Linked DNA regions of Danio rerio: region 1 is linked to region 2. Evidence: chromatin contacts called from public HiChIP or PLAC-seq data. All regions are on one chromosome and are shown on one strand. The core of a region is the stretch at or near the end of the contact, and the rest is flanking DNA. Distances in the headings are between cores, read along the strand shown.

Region 1 (3,384 bases), core at 254-2,753, 110 kb before region 2:
TTCGCAGAAACCTGTATATTTGAGTCGGTTCTGAAATGAAACATGCAGAAAATATATCATATACTTTTATTTTCAACATTTTCTCTACAAAAACTGCCTATCTGTTGCTTTACAAATCTCATTTACACTTAACTTTTTAGTTTTGCATACATTGGTAAATTTCTTGTTACTATTTTTAACAATAAACACTGCCTCATGTACACACTCATAGGAACACAACAGTGATAGATCCAAGGATGCATCCACACCACATCTAGTAGCAGTAACACACAACAGCACGTTGTCATGAACTGGGTGTGTCAATGGAACGTTAATAGGAAAAGCTAATGAATTTACTTAACGTGTTAAATGAAACAGCTGTTGACTTACTCTCAAAGGCCTGCAGAAAGAGCTCATGGTCGGCCTGCAACTGTTCAATCTTAGGTTTCTTGAGTGAGCTCACGCCAGAAGATGGGTATACAGCACCATTGGCTTTAGAGTTCATCACCTGAGCCGAATATTTCTGAGGAGCCATGATAATATACTAACAACTAATGGGAAGTCCAAAACGCATCAAAACAACACCAGGCGAAAAGATTATCTGCACATTAATGACAGACAGTCGCCCTCGCCCCTTTGACCAGCTCTCTACCATCACCTAAACATCAGCTACTTGTGGTTTAGTTTCTTTGACAAGTGCATGTTTGAATGTGGCTCAAATGAGTAAACCATACGAGTTGTAAATATGTTTACTGATGTATGCCCTCGATCTGGTCACTGATCCTCAACAGATTAGCACGTTAGCTTGCGGTCCTTAAGAGCGACGAAAACACAGTTCAACGACACCGGGTAATCCATACACACAGGCAGAAGTTCACGTTCCAATTTGAACAAAGGTTATGGATTATTGAATACTTATTTTCTACCGAAATTGTATTTATTTTGACGGGAAACCCGACCAAGTGACGGATACGGATACTTGTGTATCGCCCGAGCCCTTGAGGAGAGTGCCGCGAAAACCCGCCCACTGCAATGTTTTAGCCAATCAGAGATGCCGTCTGGTAAAATCGAAGTTTTTTATTGGATAGACTTATTTTGATAGACGTGAGATTAAGATTGGTAGAGGAGACAAATTGCCGCCAAGAATGTTTTGGTTCTGGGGAGAGGATCGGTCACGGTGCAGTAGCACGGGTTACAGCCTGAATACAGTCATAAACATACAGCAGTCAACACTTGAAGTAAATCAAAAAAGTTTATCAATATTGAAAACAAGAATGTGTTGTTTAATAGTTTTAGGGCAACTTTGAAAGATTTGAACCCCTTCCAAGATTTACTCCTGCATGCATGTTTTATATATGTGCGTGAGGTACTAAGTAAGTTAAAGGAACCTTAAGTTAAGGAAAAACAAATGTATTAATGTTCTGAATTATAACGTTCCCATAAAACTATTTTTTTAAATAAAAACCGTGGAACCAAAATTCAAGTGCAGAATTCATGTCGGATTTTTTAACCGATGAACATCCGGATGTAGAGCATTTGACAACTTCCTGTCCACACGTGTTTTGGGATGTAATTGCGCTGTGCATCTTAAGTATTTTGTAAAGCGTCCCATAACCTGTTTTAGAAATGGCAGACATTGTACAACAACGATTAGAGGACAGAATACCAGGGCTTGAACAACTGGAGAGAGTCGGTTTGTTTACCAATAAAGAAGTCAAGTGAGTATATCACTCGTGTTCATGCGAACAGAAAAGATGGATTGAAATGGTGCTTCTGTAGAGAGAAAGTTTCCTCAAAAAGGGCTTTTGTTTCAGGTCCATGTTGAAAAGATCTACTGCACTTGAATATAAGCTACACCGAGCAATTCAGTGTAAAGATGACTTCATTACATACATACAGGTCAGTATTAACAAATAGCTTTTTGCACTTTAATGTAAGAAATCAGCACATTATGACCTTGTTTTTTTATCCTTGTAAAATCAGTTCGAAATAAACACTCTTGAACTTATCAAGAAGAGGAGAGCGGTGAGTTGAAATCTGTTCTGTTATTTATTTATTTTGAAATCTGCTTCTTTCAGTAATCAGAACAGCAGACCTAACTAACTTGTGTTACTTTAAGTGAGATGTACTGTTCTGCTTTCAGAGAATTGGTTACCATTTTAAACGTGAAGAAATTGAGTATCCCATCATTCAGGGCATAAACAGTGTTTTCAGAAGGGCGACAAGCAAATGGCAGGTTGGGCAATAAGAAATGATAACCTCAGTTTTAGATTCATTGTGATGGTCAGTTTTTGATTCAAATGTATTTTTGATTCCATTAAATGCTTCTCCTGTAGGAAGATGTGCAACTCTGGCTTTCTCATGTTGCCTTTAATAAGAAATGGGTATGTGCTTTTGTTATTAAATGCAAAAAACCTTATCAATTTTAAAGAAATAAAAATAGAAAGAAAGAAAGAAATAATAACGCAAATGTGTTTGTCTTTAAAAAAAAATCCTAATCTTTTTTTTTTTTTTTTGTCTTTCAACAAGGGCTCAAAGACTCAGCTCAGCAAGATTTTGTTATCTATGTTAGCTATCCATCCTGACAAACCAGGTAAACTTAAGTAAATTAGAAGTTTAGGGGTTGGGTTTACTGTCAATCATTAATATTATTGTAGTTTAGATGTATAAGCAGCTTTATACACATGGCTAGAAATAAAGTTTTTGGCGTTTTCTTGCAGCTCTGTGGATAATGGCTGCTAAATGTGAAATGGAGGACAGGAACTCCTCAGAGAGTGCCCGGCATCTTTTCCTCCGTGCCCTTCGCTTTCATCCAGAAAATAAGAAAGTCTACCTGGAGGTGAGGCAACATTATTTTTAAGCAACCAATGCTATAAACATTACACTTTGAATCTCATATATACATAAAACAAACCATTGTATGTGTGTACAGTATTTCCGGATGGAGCTCATGCATGCTGAGAAGATGAGGAAACAGCAACAGGAACTGGAGCAAGCTAAAATAGATGTGGTAGGTTAAAAAGGTGTACATCTGGAGTCCTTGCCTTTTTGAAAATAAAATGCATATTTTAATTCATAAAACATCTTTTCTAAATTCAGGGGGAATATCAGTTTTCTCCAGAAATCTTGAGTGGAAAACTTGCTGAAGTGATATACAGAGATGCTGCACAGAAAATTAAAGGTTGGCTAAATTTCCACATAACTGTTTAATAGTATCAGCTGTGTGTTGTTATAATGTGCTTATTTGTCTTGTCATCAGGGGCCGAATTCGTCTTGTCCCTGCTACAGATCGCTGCCATCTTTGACTTCACAAAGGACCTACAAGACAAGATCCTGCAAGAGTACTGAGCCGTTTCCCCTTTTGCCTTTTTACGTCTATATTGGCAATATGCAATCATGAAAATT
Region 2 (2,986 bases), core at 276-2,775:
GATATTTTTCCCCATTTCCACTTAAACATTCTATCAGCCTTTGTATAGAGAGATTGCATTAACGGACCACATTGCACTTTACAAGCAGAGCACTGAAACCTGCACTGTGCTAAAGCAGTAACTCAAGCTAAGTTGTAGTGTGGGAGAGATAATTTTAAGAGATATAGTAAAGACTTGAAATGCTTTCAAGAGTATGTTTGAAAACAGATATCAAAGCAAGAAAAGTCATAATTTCTTAACTATTTTTGGAAAGATCAGAATGTCACATAAATGTTGTTTTGAATGTCAAATTCTTAGTTGTTTCTTAAAAAGTTTAAAATTAATTATCAGAAAGTTAGGTGTAGTATTTAAAAATACATTAAGTAAGTAAAACCTAAATGAACAATTAATTTTAACCACGAATTCAACTTTGAACAGTCTTGTTGTGTCTATATTTAGCAGACTTGAATCTAAAAGCAGAGAGAAAGAGGAGAGAGAATGTTCAGAGGGGTGAATGACAGGTGATAGCAAATGTCAGCAAATTGATAAATGTGAACAGCAGTGTAGCCACACCAGCTGGCTGAAACACGTTTAGATTAGCAATTTATTTTTAACATACTTTTGTTTACAGTTATGCATTTATTGTTTAAATCATCATTAGAGACAAAATAGACAGCTGACACTCTAAATACAACTCAGAGGAAAACACTGAAATCCATCACATAAACCCACAACACGTTTTAATGGTATCATGGCTCAAGCTGATCTAGTTACGTGTGATGCATTCTGACCTAGATGTTTCAGGGACACGATCATTGTCAGGTATAAGCAGACTATAACCATAGGCAGAATTGGCAAAATATCATGAATATATTCAACTAAATGTAGTTATAGTGGTGTAGAAACTCCCAGGTTAGCATTCACGAGCATAAGGATGTCAAGAAAAAAGAAAGAAGAAACCGACGATTTGATTACGTCTTGCTACTTTAAATGATTCGTTTTAAAACATAGAAAGCTGCAGCTGCCCTCAATTTACAATTAATCTTGTTATCATCGGAGTAAGGGCAATCACACAGTAAGAATTAGATGGTACAGGTTACAAGAGAGTATGCATACGGGCACGAGATAGAATTGGGGGATGAAGCAGTTTGAAAAGTGGCAAGCGTGAGATCAACAAAACTATAAAATCCTCCACATTTCTTCTTTGCACATTTCTTCTTTTTCTTCATGTCCAATGTATATTCCTTTCCTGTCGAACGAAATAAAAAGAGCTCATCTTACCCTGTCTCTCACAGACGAGGGACCATGATTTTGTTCACTCCTCACACTCCACTTCTGATGTTACTGTCTACCAAGTCAAATCCAACAGGGGAGGCCTCCTTCACAGCGTCTGTATCAATATTTTTACCCACATCCAAGAAATTGAGAGAGGATGCTTATGCTTCCTCTTCGTCTGCTTATCGACTGAATGAATATATTCGTTTCCAAAACGTTTGCAAACACAGCACAACTCTTGCTCACTTGACCGAACAGCCTCCTCCTCACACACTCACACACAGAAGCTCTGACAGCAGTTGTGAGTTCCCCAGCCACTCCTACTCTCGACTTCTCAATCTCTGTGGCTGTTGCCAAGCAACCGACCTCAGGGGAGGTCCTGTGAGCGGAGCTGAAATGCTGTAGATTGGTTCCTGCCTAGGTTATTTGCATAAACAGGTACACCTAATCACTGTGGCAACGGCAAGTGCGTTCGTTTGGAAAGTTGATGGAAAAATAAGAAGAAAACAACGAAATATAAAGGGAAACCAAACGTAATACATTTTTGATCTCAATGAAATTACTCTAGACGTCGTTAGGGGAAGTCGGAGGTGACATTGCACCACACTACACGCAAAATAAACAAACCTCACAATTTCACTTCCTCTCTTTGCAACAACACCAGTTTGTATCGTGCGTGTATTGCATGATTCATTGTGAAACTGCACTTTTGCAACCATGAAAGCCTTTATATCGAAATGCTGTATTTGTGACAGTTTCTCAGAATGAAACCGACTTCTAAAGATTAGAAAAAAGACGGCCTTAGGGAATGGAAGGCAAGTTAGTTATCTGGAAAGTAATGTTCTCCCTTTGACTTCTCAAAAAGATTTTGGCCATTGGTCTCCCAATTACTGCAGGATATTTGTTTAAATGCAGTTTCTTTTATAAAGGTGTGTGTCGGTCCAGTATAGCATATGGTATGGACAGAATACACATTTTCAATCAAACAAGAATTACAGTATTCAGGCCCGTAGCCACTAGCCAGCCTTGTGAAAGAGGTGGTTCTTTATTTCAAAAACTGCACCTTTTCCAGTTATTCACCTAATTTTCTATTTAATAAGATTTAAAAACTGCATTTTAGTCACAGCATATTTTTTTTTTCTGGATTAGCTTGTCCGGTGGTAATCATAACCACACCTTTTGATGTACTAAAACATTTCCCAAAGATTTAGAATAAAGAAATATGAAACAAAAGTATTTATACATACTATTTTTAAAATACAAATTTATTACATCATATATCATTAGGAAAAAGGGAATCTGTTAAAGTTTTGAATAAAAAAAACTGCCTATTAAAGCTAAGTAGTCTATTGTCATTTATTAGGCAAACTAGCCAGTCCATCCAACTTTATTTGTCCACTTGTACAATAAAAATTAAACGTAGAAAATAATAGTAAAATTATTAATAATAATAGTTTAAAGCTTCCTTAAATTTTAAGCCACTCTTGTAAAAAAGTACATGAAATAGATGGATAGCAACAATAGCCTAATTAGTATTAAAATGTATTGGTCTTTTTCTTTTCTTTCAAGAATAAGGTCCACTATTCAGTATAAAAGTTACTTGTACGATATTTAACAAAAATACAGTAGGTCAGTAAAAGATGACATCAGATTCTTCTTGGTCTTAAAGCCTTCTTTGAAGAGTTATTTTTACAATTTATGATGTAATACCTGTTAAATAAAAACAGATTAA

The links. HiChIP or PLAC-seq counts read pairs in DNA pulled down with a chosen protein or histone mark.
Region 1: an H3K4me3 HiChIP or PLAC-seq map of gastrula embryo shows a contact between it and region 2, with 2.3 times the contacts expected there. The contact joins the promoter of utp6 here to the promoter of rab11fip4b in region 2. A contact is called at or near these places in 1 of 18 Hi-C or Micro-C datasets (gastrula embryo) and 3 of 4 datasets of contacts at active chromatin or transcription factors (caudal fin, embryo and gastrula embryo).

The regions. Positions count from the first base shown.
Region 1 is chr6:24,550,993-24,554,376 of GRCz12tu, reverse strand. utp6 (UTP6 small subunit processome component) reads left to right here and starts at 1,503. Exons shown (of 19, transcript NM_001111207.1): 1 at 1,503-1,697; 2 at 1,794-1,878; 3 at 1,963-2,004; 4 at 2,123-2,215; 5 at 2,316-2,363; 6 at 2,509-2,572; 7 at 2,700-2,818; 8 at 2,912-2,989; 9 at 3,079-3,160; 10 at 3,239-3,320. The coding sequence starts at 1,606. suz12b (SUZ12 polycomb repressive complex 2 subunit b) reads right to left here and starts at 969. Exons shown (of 16, transcript NM_001082824.2): 1 at 370-969; 2 at 1-30. The coding sequence starts at 514.
Region 2 is chr6:24,438,609-24,441,594 of GRCz12tu, reverse strand. rab11fip4b (RAB11 family interacting protein 4 (class II) b) reads right to left here and starts at 1,525. Exons shown (of 13, transcript NM_001128825.1): 1 at 1,261-1,525.